Linked DNA regions of Rattus norvegicus: region 1 is linked to region 2. Evidence: chromatin contacts called from public Hi-C data. All regions are on one chromosome and are shown on one strand. The core of a region is the stretch at or near the end of the contact, and the rest is flanking DNA. Distances in the headings are between cores, read along the strand shown. Region 1 overlaps Sptb (spectrin, beta, erythrocytic). Region 2 holds the start of Plekhg3 (pleckstrin homology and RhoGEF domain containing G3).

Region 1 (7,491 bases), core at 1,510-4,009, 59 kb after region 2:
CACCATGTCTGAGAAGGGAATTGGTTGCTGATTGAGGGAAATTATGAAAAGAAAAGACCCCCTGAGATTGAGGCTGAACAAGGAAAGACCCCTGGCTCCTGGGAGGATAGCCATCTGAGTCTTGGTGGAATCTTGGCAGAGCCTTGCAAAGTCTAGTAAGTCACATAAGCACTGGGGCCAGGAAACTGGGTTTGTGGGGGAAGTGAACAAGAAAGTGGGAACCTTCCTCACAGATACTGAGAGGTGGGAAAGTGGACAGAACAGGTTATGTTTCTTCTGGGGACCAACTTAAAGATGCATTTCCAGCTTACCCCACCTGGGGATCCAGCCCATATACATATAGTCACCAAACCCAGACAATATCGCTGATGCCAAGAAGTGCAAGCCGACAGGAGCCTGATATAGCTGTCTCCTGAGAAGCTCTGCCAGAGCATGACAAACACAGAGGCAAATGCTCATAGCCAACCATTGAACTGAGAACGGGGTCCCCATTGGAGGAGTTAGAGAAAGGATTGTAGGAGCTGAAGGGGTTTGCAACCCCATAAGAACAATAGCCACCAACCAGAGCTCCCAGGGACTAAACTACCAAAGAGTACACATGGACTGACCCAGGCCTCCAGCTGCATATGTAGCAGAGGATGGCCTTGTTGGGCACCAATGGGAGGAGAAGCCCTTGGTCCTGCCAAGGTTGGACACCCCACCCCCACCCCGTGTAGGGAAATGTCAGGGTAGGGAGGCGGGAAGGGGTGGGTGAACACCCTCATAGAAGAAGAGGGAGGGGAGATGGGATAGGGGGTTTATTGATGGAAAACCAGGAAAGGGGATGACATTTGAAATGCAAATAAAAAATATAAAAAAGGGGGGGGGGCTGGAGAGGTGGCTCAGTGGTTAAGAGCATTGACTGCTCTTTCTGAGGTCCTGAGTTCAAATCCCAGCAACCACATGGTGGCTCACAACCATCTGTAATGAGATCTGATGCCCTCTTCTGGTGTGTCTGAAGGCAGCTACAGTGTACTCATACAATAAAATAAAATCTTAAAAAATAAATTTATAAAAAAAAAAAAAGAAAAGAAAAAGAAAAAGAAAAAATGCATTTCCAGGATCCGCCAGCAGGTGGTGTGGGGGACTGCAGACAGACCATTAATTCCACAGGCCAAAATATCCTGACTCAGGACCACAGTGATGCTCAGTGAATTAAGATGTACCCGTAAGCAAAAGGACCCTGCTGACAGAGTTTTCTCTACTGTTAATGTTGGTGAGAGCCAGGGGGCATGGGTGGACCTCAGAATAGACTGCTCCACATTAGCAGTGACATAAGTTCTGGAACACTAGCCTAGAACAGACATAGAGGGAGTGTCAAGGATGGAGGTCTCCAGGCTGGTCAGTGTCTACAACCTTGGTAATGTTAGGGTCTACATGGGGGAAGGTTCTTCTAAAAGATGAAGGGTCCGGGTGAGGATGACGGTATCTAAATGACCATGTGCTAAGTGCCAAGTTCTCTACACACATTCTGTCTTGCAAGCCTTTCAGCCTGTTGTACAGACTAGGGGGAACAAGAAACCTGCCCACAGTCACATATCTAACAAAGGTGGGAAATAGGTCTGCCTAGCTCCAAACACAATGCTCTTTCTATTCAGTCTAGGTGTGTTTGTGTGTGTATAGAAGTACCATGGCTCCTGAAGAAAATATCACCCGATGAGGTTCTCAGTCTAAAGATGTGCCAGCTTACATAAGGCATGTGGCCAACTCGTTAAGGTGGTGCAATCACATCCAAGCTACACTGGAAGGAGCTGGAAATGGGGTTTGCACCACAAAAGACACAGTGCTAGATGCCTTAGGCAACCGAACAGTACCAGGTGAGAGCCGGGTGAGCAGAGCCAGTTCAGGATGTTTATTCTCCCCAGTGTCTGATGTCTTGGCTCCTGGGCTCTGAGAAAGAAGGGATGTCTAGACAGTTTGTAAAGGCTGCTTGAAGACAGCTGTTCTCAAGAGAAGAAAAAGACTCGGTTTGCCGAGTTGAAAAGCAGCCAAAGATAGGGACACATGAAGACTTGGGGTAGACAGAGACCCCAAAGGAGAAAGGAGAGGCTGTGCTGAACCAGAAGTGTGGGGGTGGGGAAGGAAAGGCAAACTGTGGCAGATGGCAAGCAGCCCTGCAGATGGCAGGCCAAGAGATGGTGAGGGGCTCCCAGAAGTGGGGTTTGGAAGTAAAGAGGCTCAATTCTACACCCCAATGGCCAGCTGTCATCTGATATGTCTACTGGGGCACTTGGGTGAGATGGAGGGAGGATGGTACAGGCCCCAGAACAAAGCAAAAGGAAGTGGGGAATCAGTTTGTAGGTTTCTCTTGGACACGGGAGATCTGGTCCACTGTCCCCAGAGGAGAGCGAGGGAGGTGTCTTCAGAGTGGTTTTCAATGTGCATGACCTGTGTGCTGACTTTAGAGGAGCTGGTGGCGGCTGGGTTTCTTGGTGACCTGGATCTTGGCCACCGGTTCCCCATCCACTTCTGAGGTCCTTCCAAATGTTAGCGAGCTGAGTCTCATGCTGAGTCCATCAGTATCGGGGAACAGGAGGACATACAGCTTGAAACAAGGAACTTGGGGGAGATTTTACAGCAGAAGGACCAGACATTAGCATCTGGCATAGGGAAGAGAGAGCTGGGCACACCCTGCTGTGGGTAATGTCCAGAAAGAGAGCAGGTTTCTCCAGGGAGCCAGGGCGCAGTGCCAGACTGCAGGCGGACACACCCTTGCCACGCTGACTCAGGCATCCTGGGGAGACAGAAACACGCCCAAGTTTGGGGCAAAGCTGACGTCTGTTCTGGGCTGAGACTGCCCATTTGGAACAAAGGATTTGCATTTGAGGCAAAATGTCTGAAAAAGCTGCTCTTCATGGGTGGGGAGGGGCAAGGACTGGGAAGGCTCTTCAGGCAAGAAGAAACACAGCTGCTGCCCCCCACCCACAGCATCCGCCAACGTCAGAGCCCTACTGCCAGCTGCTGGCTGCTGAGTAAAGCTCTGGGCTGCTGGGGGCAACTGGCTGGAGCTAGCAAGGCCTTGCCACAAAGGTGGCCATAGACCCCGATCCCAGTGCCTGCACAGTCCCTGGGGTATTGCCCCTCACTCACAAGTGCTGGCTGTTCTCCCAAAGCCTCTGAGACAGGAAGGAAGACCAGCAAGATTCAGATCACCCCACAGCCCTACTCTGACGCTCAGCCTGTCTCAAGGGAAGTCGGCTGTGTGGCCATTCATGGAAGGTCACACTTAAAATGCAGTGTCTGTGAACCATCCTGAGTAAGACTGTTCCTGCTCAAGGTTGACCATGAAGAACACCCACTTGGATACTGTTTGGAGTGGCCTTGTTCCCAGGGTCCCCCTACACTGCACACCAGGTCTAGCCTGGGGACCTGGAGTCAGGAAGGGTATGTTGGTTCCAAACTGAGATTGTTTCTTGTTACAGTGCCCTCCAACCCCCAGCCAGCATCCATGTCATAAAGGGGTGTCACTCCTGTAATCCCAGCACCCCTGCAGGGACCCTGAAACAGCGGTGTGTAGGAAGAGGTCTTGAGCTTGGAGGGAACTCGCACTCTTTAACACCATGAGAGCTCACGCTCCTCCCTCCTAGGAGAAAACACCTTCCCTCAAATAAGACACTGGAGAGTCTGAGTCAGCAAGGCCTGGGCGATGAAGAACACTTAGGGGAGCCCAGAGACCCTTTCCCAGGGGAAGGGAAGGCACATACGGCAGAGAGGGTGCCGGCCCCTTGTCAGAACGTCCTCTTGAGTTACACTCTGGCTGAAGGCACAAAGAAACAATCAGGACCCCTCAGGGCTCCACTGCTGGCACTATGCAGGTTTGAACCTCAGCTCTTCCCTCAAACAGGGACATGGCCAAATGCCCTAGGCTGTCACCTCTCCTTCCCCATCCTGCTTCACAGTATTTGCTGGGGGTCTCAGAGTTAGGAGCAGATGGGAGGAAAACAGGAAAGTCATTTCCCCCAGCTTTTCCCTTGAAAGGCTGCATCACTGACACATGGGAATGTGGACTTTCTGTAACCCTACGGAAAGACCTTTATAAGGCAAGAGAAGAGACTTGGGGATGGGATGGGGAGGTTCCAAAGCCACACAAGTTAAACAGAACCAGAGACCAGACCCCAAACACTCCGACTTCATTCCGAGTGTTGCTTCTTGTGATGCCTTGTCTCTCTGGCTTGGCCTCACACTTACCTGTGGGAAGTGACTGATTTTTACCGGAATGCCCTCTAACATGCAGAGGCAGGGGCAGTAGTGGCAGTGCACAGTGATGGTTTGGCAGCTCAGTCATTGCATGTGCACACACGGGAAGGGGAAGGTTGGATCAAGGCCCACAGGGTGCTGCCTGTGGGATGCACTATGCAGGCAGGGTAAGGGTGCTTGGTCCACTCCCATTCGTAACTCCAGCAGGAAGCGACATGCATTAGTAAGAGCTTTTACAAGAAGCGATGTGGCATGTGTATATACTACAGGACCCGACACCAGACTGCACAGACAGGAGAGCCACAGCACCCCGGCCAATCCATGAGAAGGCGCAGCAGACAACTGAACCTTCCTGAGATGGGAAGAGGCTGTCAAGGGCAGTCAAAGGGGGCTGCAGTGAGCTTAGGAGGACCTCTCCAAAACGAGGTTGGGCTTTCTGTCTGCATGGGCTCCATCCTCTTTCTCACATCAAAGGTGATTTGGAGTTACGTCCTCCCCCCTGCATCTTTAAGGCTTGGGAAGAAGCTGCAGCAGGAAGAAGGTTGTCTCCAGGAGGCCCTGGGCCTGGTGTTCATTTGATTAGCCATCTGGTTGCTTTCTGGTACAGACAGGGGCTGCTTTTCCAATCTGGTGAATGGCTGGCTGCTCAGCAAGGATCTCCCCTAGGGGCTCACTCCTCCCCCAGAGAAACACTCGGATTTAAGCAAATTTTATTCCTCCCAACCCAGTTGGTATTCAAGTGTTGGATGGAGGTGGCTCAGGGGCGCATGTAGTTCCATTTGCACAAACGTACACGTACACGACAGACAATGGTGTCGAGATGCTCAGGTGGTCATGAAGCCCGCACACCGGGGACACCACGGCATGCAGACACACAGGGATGCAGGGCAGAAGCGCAGGTGGAGGCAGGAGGCAGGGACAGCTCCAGCCCTGTTCACAGTCCATAGGCCCTGGAGTTCTCTCTCCCTCTGGTGGGAGTGGGGTTAGGGACGGGCTCAGGGGAGTTGGTGCTGGGGAAAGGGAGCTGGAAGACAGTCTACCACAGACAGGATGGGTACGGCAGCAGGATCTTCTGAGAAAGGTCTTCCAGCAGAGCCCAACAGTGCCCTCTGCTGAGCATGACGGGTCGGTACAGCTCAGAAAAAAAAAAAAAACGGCTCCAAAGAAACGTGTATATGTGTGTGTGTGTGTGTGTGTGTGTGTGTGCGCGCGCGTGTGTGCGTGTGCGTGTGCACGGATTCTGCACAGGGAGGGGTGTGCATCTTTCTTGGGGTAGCTGATGTAGCATAAATTCCCACCAAGGATGCTAGTCCTAAATCCCTACTCAGGTTGCTCCACTCACCTGGGCTCTGAGACAGAGGGAGTACATGAAGTTATCTGCTGCTTCTGATACTCAAAGCCATACGCCACAGGGATTCATGCAGTGGTGCGAACCACATGCAGACCGAGTTCTTCTCACCGGCTGTCCCCAATCTGAGTCACAGCTGTCCAGGCTCCCTGAACAGACTCTCGGGACCCAAAAGGACCCTGCTCCAGGTACGGCCCCATGGCTGTACGTCCCAGGTCTCTAGAGGCTTTTTCTTTAAACCCCTCAGATAAGGTTTGCTGTTCTAGTCTATAAACTGGGGGCTTCCTCACAGTACTAAAAGCTTGGGGGGATCTCCTTCACCCTCACGTCTAATCTTGCCTTAGAACCATCTCTATAGTCAAACTCTATGAACAACAGCCATAAAGGGACGGTGGAAATCTACACTTTGCTGCATGAGGTGTCTGTGGGTGGCTTGGGCAGCATGAGGCAGTCTGTCGGTTCAGGTGCATGTGGAAATATACGTGCCAGCATGTATAAGGAGAGGGCACTGTGCTAAGGACGAGGTGTGAGGGTAGTGGGAAGAGAGACCGTGTACCCAATGGAACCAACTCTGAGTAAAGTGTTTCCCCTGTGCTGATGGTGATGTATCTATCCCATAAAATTTATTAAACTAGAGAAAACCAAACTTGCAGAATCATGTTGGTGGGCTGGCTTCTGGGTTGGAAGGAGCGGAATTATTTAAGAATTAAAATCTAAGTAGAAAAGTAGATGAATCTGAAGGAGGCTCCTAGAGTGGCCTGTGGGCAGGATGAGGGTAGGGACCAGGAAGCATGCCCTGCCCTCTTCTGTCCTCGCCTTCCTTCTGCCCTGGCTGATCCTAGAAGGGGTGAGCAGGCTCTGGCAGCAGTGACTCCCAGGAGCTAGACAAGCGGGACATAAAACTGACCGGGGATGTTCTCTCCGTGGCCGCATGGTGGACCTGGGGAGCCTCGCCAGCTGTCTCGCCTTCCTCCTCTTGAGGCCTAAAGGAGACACAATCTCTCTTTAGTGACAGGTGCCTCTCTGCAAGGCCTGGCTCTTCCTGGCTTTCCACCCACTGGGAGCACAGAACATGCACAGGACATAATCGTTGGCTCTCCATCCCAGAGATGCTCAGACACGTCAGAAATGGATGAATTCCATATGAGGCAGTCTAAGGGCAGCGTCTGGGAGTTCCGAAGGGAAAGGTTGACTTAGCAACAGGCACTGTTAGCTAACCCTTCCTTCCTGTATTGGGCTTCAGGCTTCTGTGTCTGCTGCAACAGAGCTCTGTACATTCTGGGTTGTGCTGACAGGGCACCCAGGAGAGGCCAAAGGTTCTTTTGTTCACACGACAGGTGTTGATTAGCGGCTTCCTTTCCCTCCTCCCCAATCACCCTTTACAACATGCTTGGCTCCTTGTACATGGGACGCAGGGCTGACACTCACCCAGGTTCCTCTGTGGGTCTGTCTGGAGTCTGGCGTTCCTTAAGCTCAAGCTGGGGAGGAAAAGGTCAGGAGTCAGAGCCACATAGAGGAGCTAACTCTCAGATGACCTAAGCTTGGCCCTGTACCGTAATACACCAAATGTTTGAGTCACATCATCTGTCTTTAGTGTCTCCTGTACCCGTCCACCCTCTTACCAGCCTGAGAACATGACGTGAGAGTTAGCACCACACCATTCCAATAGCTGCGGCCCTCCTGTCCCCCAGACGGCCTCAGCTTACCGTGGTGGGCTTCTCCAGGGCAGCAAAGCGCTCTGCCCAGCTGGCTGTGGACTTCTCAAAAGCCTCATGCCTCTTGATGAGCTTTTCCACGCTGTCCACCGTATGTCCAAAGTCCCGGCTGGCCAGGTAGGGCTCCTGGGCAATCAGCCATGCCTCGGCCACAGAAGCGTCCCTCGAGAACTGGCACACCTCCAGCACTGC
Region 2 (6,832 bases), core at 2,591-5,090:
CTGTAGTTAAAATGTACAGTCTGGCTATTGTGTAACTCAGTGAGAGAACCCATGTTTAGCATGGGTATAATTTCCAACACAAAACCCGAACTCAGCAGTTAAGAATAACCAGTGCAGTTGTCACTGTATTTTAGAGTTCTGAACTGGATAGCAGCTCTTCCTCCTTCCTCCAACCCCATTCTGGACAGTTCGTATAAATGGAGTTATAGAATATTCAGTTCTTTGTGATTGATTTCTCAGCAGTAGGCTTTCAAGCTCACCTGTGAATGGAGACGTCGTTCTATGCGTGGCATTCTCTCTATCAGCAGTGGATGGCTATTTGAGTTTCTATTGTGGGTCTGCTACGAACAACTCGAGGCTCTGAGTGTTAATGTCCACAGTGGTGTGTGGACAGGTGTGCTCATTTCTCCCAGGTACATTCCTGGGACTGGAATTGTGGGTCATAAGGCAAATCTATGCTTAATCTTTGAAGAATGGCCAGACTGTTCTGCAAAGCAGGCACAGCACCTGTGTGAGAGGGTTGCAGTTTCTCCCAGTCCTTATGAACACTCATGGTCACATGCTGCCTGTTACAGGCTTCAGATGCAGCGGGGTTCTTGTGGTTTTTATTTGCATATCCTCTGATAAAGCTGTAGGTTTGTGTTTGGTGTCCATTTATATAGCTTCTTGAGGAGATGTCTATTTAGATCCTTTACACATTTAAAGATGGGTTGTCTTTTTATTGTAGAGCTTGTGTGTGTGTGTGTGTGTGTGTGTGTGTGTGTGTGTGTGTGTTACAGTACATTTCTCCCATTCTCCCCACCCCCTACTGCCCCCCAGTCTTACTATGTAGTCTAGGCTATCCTGGAACTCACTATGTAGACCAGGCTGGCCGTGACCTCAAGAGATCATCAGTTTGTTTCTGCCTCTGGAGTGCTGGGTTTAATGGAGCGCTTGCCTAGCAACCGCAAGGCCCTGGGTTCGGTCCCCAGCTCCGAAAAAAAGAAAAAAAAATGTATGTACACATTAGCATACCTGGCTTCTTTCCTTTTTTTTTTTTTTTTTCTTTTTTTTCCGGAGCTGGGGACTGAACCCAGGGCCTTGCACTTGCTAGGCAAGCGCTCTACCACTGAGCTAAATCCCCAACCCCTTTCCTTTTTTTAAAGACAAAGTCTCTATCTTATACCCTAGGTCATTATGTGGTCCTGACTGCCAGGACTAACATGCCTGGCAAATTTTTTTTCAGTCCTAGTTACAGAACCTCATACATGTTACAGAAGCAACCCACCACAGAGCTGCAAGCCCTAGAGAGTCGCTCTTTTAATACAGAAAAGTTTGATACTGTGAAGTTTATTTCCTTTTGTTGTGTGTGACACACTTTCTTGCTTGTTTTTTTGTGGTGCTGGGCTTCAAACTCAGAGCCCTGTTCACGCTAGGTTCTGCTAAAACAAAACTTGCAACCCTGAAAGTACAGAGATTTCAGAGTGTAACAGGGTCTCCTTTGAGAAGGATTTCTTCCATGTTTGGGAATGAGGTCCGGTCGGCAGCAACAAGCCAAGGCTCCTACTCAAAGCCAGGAATACAGCCCCAGGGGATCTATCTTCTGAGTTTACATCCCTCCCTTTCCTGAAGTTCACAATAGAGCAGCTGAAATGACAATTTGGAAATGTCCTTTATTGTGAAAACTCAATGGCCTTGGTGTCTGGGATTTGAAACTTTCATGCAAGGGTTGGTAGCAGGCTTTCAGGAGGGAAGGCATGAGAAACCCTGCGTTGGTTCCCGTGAGTCATCTTGACTCTGGTTGTTTGGTTTTCTCCCCCATAAACTAGGGAGAACACCTCCATTCTCCCTTCCAAGTGGAGGGGCTGTGAAGATGAATTAATTTGTATTTGTTAGACACTCTGAGACCTCAGATTAAAGGCATTACTGAGACTCAGGGTGTTATTATAATAATAAATGATTTAATAGCAGGGTGAGGCCGCTCGCTGAAGCAAGAACTGGTGGGAAGGCAGAAAGGCTCCAAGGTGAGAGGGGGCAGCAGCTTGAGACCCTGGTCCAGACACTGACTCTTGGAGGCAGGATCTGACTTTTCAGAAACCCTCGGTTGTTTCATCTGGCTTCAGCACTGCCTCATCGAATGCTTCCTATCAAGTTCTTCACAGTGAGATTACAATCTTTTCAGGAAACGGGCACATGAATTAAAGCAATTAGAAACAACTTTGGAATCACGTTCAGGATGGACTCTAACATAAGTGTCTAGAAGGAAGTGGAGAAAGCTGGCTGGCTAAGTGTAGTTTTCCCTGTGAGTAGACTCCCAGGGCTACCACCCACCAGCTGTATGACCAAACCTCAGTTTCTCCTTCTGTAACCACAACTGTTCTTGTAAAACTCTCAAAGGCTGACACAGTAAACACTCCAGTGTCGCCCCCTCAGACTACACCTTGAGGTGATGGATCTTGGCCAGACTGCTCCATCCCCAGATCCTCAGTATTCTTCCTACAAAGTGGAGTTAAGTGTATTCCTGCCTAAGTGGTTATAACGTGCCATGCACTTGGTAGCCATTCCCTAAACTATCATCCACATCTTCTTCTTCTTTTTTTTTTTTTTTTTTTTTTCTCTTTCCTGGCTAAGGAGTGAGGTGTGCATTCAAAAGTTTAAGTCTCGGGGTGGGGCTTCGGGGGGGATATCTTTGGAAGTTGAGAGTTTAAGATCAGTAGGAAAGAACTGTTAAGATTTAACAGATTAAAGAAGAAACCAGAAACCCAGAAAGTAAAGGTGGGAAGGAGTGGGACTTATCTCCTGCTCATCCCACCCAGTAGTTTTATCTCTCCCGTCTCTTCCCGGTAATCTCAGTTCTCACCGGTGCTGTCCTCCGGCCTGCCGCTCTTCAGGCCTTACCTGCGGACTAAGTTATGTGGGCCTTATTTTTTGGCCCTCCAGGAGAGACGTCTCCCGCAGTCAGGAGCAAGGACTGCTTTAATCTTTACCCTTCCCAGGGATCCCGTTTCAAAGTCACCTGAAAGCCATTTCCTCTCCGCTCTGCCCCGCCCCTCCCGTAAATCACTAGGTGCTTGTTTTTCCTCGGAGCAGCTTTTTTTTTTTTTTTTTTTTTAAAGGGTACTGGTGGAGGAGGGGATTTTATAAGCCATTTAGGATTTTTACTACTTCTTCTGACAACATCTACCACTACTTCCCCTCAGATCTTTACCAACGAAAGATTTAGGCTTAGTGAGGTGTAGTAGCGCGCACACCTATAATTCCAGCATTCCGGAGGATCACCCAGAGTTCTGGGCTAACTTGGGCTACAAAGTGTGGGCCTGTCTCAAATCAAAAAAATAAAAACAATGATTAGGACGAGGTGGTGCACATCAGTAATCCCAACATTCGGGAGATAGAGGCTGAAGAATCATTACGCTCAAGATCACAGCGCCCTCCCCCGACCCCCGCCAGTCTCAGCTAATTGAAATCCTGCTTCCAAGAAAAAAAAAAAAAAAGCCAAACCAAATCTTAATTTGTCTGTAGTCTAAGTTCTTGTGATACACCACTTCCCTCCCACCCCCCAATTTTCTCATCTCCTAATTTCCCAGTGCATGCCTTTTGTTGATAGCCAAAATGGGGTCCACAGCCTTTCAGGTTCCTCAATCTGTTTTTCTCACCAACAGTCCCGCTGAGCGCCCCACCCCGCCCCAAGTTATGCGCTTATCTCTTTCTCGTTAGAAGGTAAGATTTTACAACTGTAAAGAGCCACCGAGCCCTAGTTTCGGTGAGGAATTCGAGACGTGCCTTTCTGACTCAGCGGTCGTGGTGACCTGTTCCAGCAGGACTAGGACGTCCTTGCTATCTAGACCAGTGCTTCTCCCGGGAAGTCTAGGGGTCTGGGCTCGGAGTCCTCTCTAGTCGGAAGGAACCCAGTCTAGAGGTTTTGACTGCCCTCTCGGCGTGAGATCAGGGCGGTGACACTAGAGTAACCATCCACGTGCGTCTTGGGATCCTAGAGTTCCAGGTGGCAAGGGACCCACACGCCGGGCCACGCGGGTTAATCATTAGCCACGGCGGCTGCTGCCTACAACCCGAGACCCAGCCTGCTCGCTCCGCCGCGAAGGTTCCCCGGTCCCCCCAGAGCCGCCAATTGCTGGATCTCAGCCGCGAGCGCAGTCTCCACCCACTGGAAACATTCCTGGTCCGCCCCTCCCTGGCTTGCTCCCTCCTTCCCTCCTCCCGCCGCAGCCTGGACCTGGTTCGGCCGCAACTTCCTGCCGTGTGCTGGGGAACCGTGCGCATTCCGGGGGTCCCCCGGAGTTTGGGTGCTCGCAGCGGGCGGAGGCTGGGACCCCGGGGCGGCCAGCCGTGGGCGGGAGCAGCCGGCGGCTACTGCGGCTTCCGAGAGCGACTTTCAAATTCCAACCCGCTTCGCCGCGCCACCTGGGCAGCCCCGCGCGCCTGGCGCGTCGCGAGCCGGCGGGGCGGCCACGGCTTGGTGAGTGTCTCCTCTCCCTTTGCCCGTGCTCGTTTGGCTGAGTGGCGGCGCTCTGCGGGGACCCCAGGCTAGCCCTCTGTGGGATGAGGAACTGGCCCTGGGCTGCTTCGGACGCACTCAGAGGAGGTTGGAGCGCGCGGGAAGGTCGTAAGGGGAGTCATTTTTTATCCCCACCCCGGAAACCAAAGCAGCATAAGCTTTACAGAGTTTGAAATCCGGGCAGCTCTCGACGTTCCCGCCACCTCTTGTGTTTACTGACGCCCGTGAGCTCGTGCTTGCCTGAGTCTGTGGTCCCTTCTAGAAGGACTCGCCTCTGGTCCCGCCAGCCCTGGAGTGCGCAGGCACTCAGCCTGTTCCGGGTTGATGCCACACCGTGCTTCTGGGAATCTCAGCTGCCTGTCCAGGCGGATTAGAGTGGGTGTCAGAAGCCGAGTGTACAGAAGCTGCAAACTTAGAACCCCTTCATGCTGCTCCTAACAGCCTCCCCTCCCCTCCATCTGGTTTGGCCATTTGCACCCCTCTCTCAGTTCTTCGATTTGGGAAGCCAAAAGGCTTGCAAGCTTCACTTGTTCAAGATGCTCCTTCGTGGCAACGTTTTATTCTGGAGCTACTTTTGAAAACAAAGGGGAGGAAAAAAAAAAAAAAACAGAGCAAGCGGCGTGGTGGTTGGAGGGTGGAGAAAAGCGGCTTTGAGAGGTGGTGCTAAAAGTTGTGTTAGAGTATCACCTAGAGTCACTAAACTCTTGGTAGATTAAGGGCTGTTAAGGTCGCTGATCCCCCACTCTCACCCCCAACCCCCCAGCAACCGATCACCACCGGAGCACTTTACAGAGAACCCTAGTCTTGGGGTTCCAAAGCTGTGCCTGGTCAAGAATGCATTCCAGTCACAATTAACCTTCAGAAATAATTAGTGTGGAGTATAATGGCAGCCTGAGAGGCAGTCCAGTGCTGTGCCTGGCCTTCCCAAGAGTTCCTTTCCAGTCTCTCTGCTAAACTGGAATCTCGTGCCTAACTGTGGTGCTACTGCTATTCCTTTACAGCTCACTGCATGGCTCACAGACCCCGTCTCTCATTTGTAGACATACTCCTAACAAGGCCTGCTTGCTTCTGCTGGCCCCCTTTCTGGACTTTTCCCACATAGTGTTGGGAATCAGGAATGAAACAGGGCCTCCTTTCACCCCTCCACTTAGTCTGGGCTGATAAGGGTGGTCAGTGTTTTAGAGCGGCCTTGGGGCGTTTCTGTTGACTTTTATCAGAGGTAGCCTGGCTAGGAGAGTTGGGAAGACCACTGGACAGGATTTTTTTTTTTTTTTTTGCTAGAGGTTTAATGCTGGCCCTATTGCGCCACATCAAAGATTGACTGGGTCTGAGGTTTTTTTTTTTTCCTACAGGATTGTCCTGAACCCAGATCTTGCCCTCTTCCCAACTCACTTACCATTTCTGACCCCGGTTCTATACAGAGTACTTGTTTTTCTTTATAGGGGTTGTGGTAACAACAACAAAAAGTGCCTGTTTGAGTTTTCCATAAACTCCTATCCAAAAAAAAAAAAAAAAAAAAAAAAAAGAGCTGTGTGTTGTGTAGTGGTTGCAAGGGGCCCTTAAGTGTTTGCTGGATATGCCCCATGTGCGACACAGGACATGGTGGACACCAGGAGCTAATTGTAGCAGTTTACTCTCTGGCTTGTAATATCTTAGTCCCAGAGTAAACATTGGCTTTACCAAACCCACTGCTATCTCAGGGTCACCGTGTTTACACTAGAACAGGCCAAAGGTCATGGCCTGAGAGATGACCAGACCTGAAGGGGGAATGGGGGAAGGTGTGGGTCCCAGATGTAAGGCCTGCCACTCCCACCCACTCACAACCCTGTACAGGCTCTGGTCCTGAGACTGAGAGGTTGCCACAGGCCGCCACGGGCCCTGAAGGGTTAACTGTGAAGCTGCTCTCTGTTGTGTTGTGGGTGGAGAGGACTGTGGTGATGGGAGGTGTTGTCTTTGCAGCTGCACGGAGGGCTGACTTCAGTCCAGCCATCCCAGGCTGTTCTCTGGCCCTGGCTACTGTCCTGTCCTGCTTCTCTGGCCAGCTGCGTGTCCACAGGCCTTTGTTCGAGTGCTGTAGCCCTCCCTACTCATTACCCTCCCTCCCCAGTTTCTAGAGTCAGGACATGGTTTGGCATTACTACAGTAGGAAGCTCTTCTGGAGTCCTGGGTCCGACAGACCTGGAGGCTTATCCTGGGGCCTCCAATGCTCCCCAGTACACACTGGGTCTCTTTTCTCATCTTTCCCTCCTTCCTATATCCACGCATCTTAGATCTATTATTCATCCATTTTTATTTAGCATCTTCTATCTATGGTTACTGGGCATCGGGGGTGGGGTA

What was found. A called contact is a pair of places that touch in the nucleus more often than the background predicts.
Region 1: a contact with region 2 is called in a Hi-C map of frontal cortex, with 1.9 times the contacts expected there. The contact joins the enhancer-like site here to the promoter of Plekhg3 in region 2. A contact is called at or near these places in 2 of 12 Hi-C or Micro-C datasets (frontal cortex and mammary epithelial cells).

The regions. Positions count from the first base shown.
Region 1 is chr6:101,055,267-101,062,757 of GRCr8, forward strand. It overlaps Sptb (spectrin, beta, erythrocytic), which reads right to left. Exons shown (of 32, transcript NM_212522.1): 30 at 7,291-7,487; 31 at 7,013-7,062; 32 at 6,189-6,567. The coding sequence ends at 6,423. Among named protein-coding and RNA genes, the nearest start is that of Plekhg3, 60 kb to the left of the region's middle. Within about 2 kb of position 2,760, at least 31 of the 93 cell types and tissues checked have an H3K27ac peak or open chromatin away from gene starts, as enhancers often do.
Region 2 is chr6:100,995,125-101,001,956 of GRCr8, forward strand. It overlaps Plekhg3 (pleckstrin homology and RhoGEF domain containing G3), which reads left to right and starts at 3,841. Exons shown (of 19, transcript XM_017594466.3): 1 at 3,841-4,456.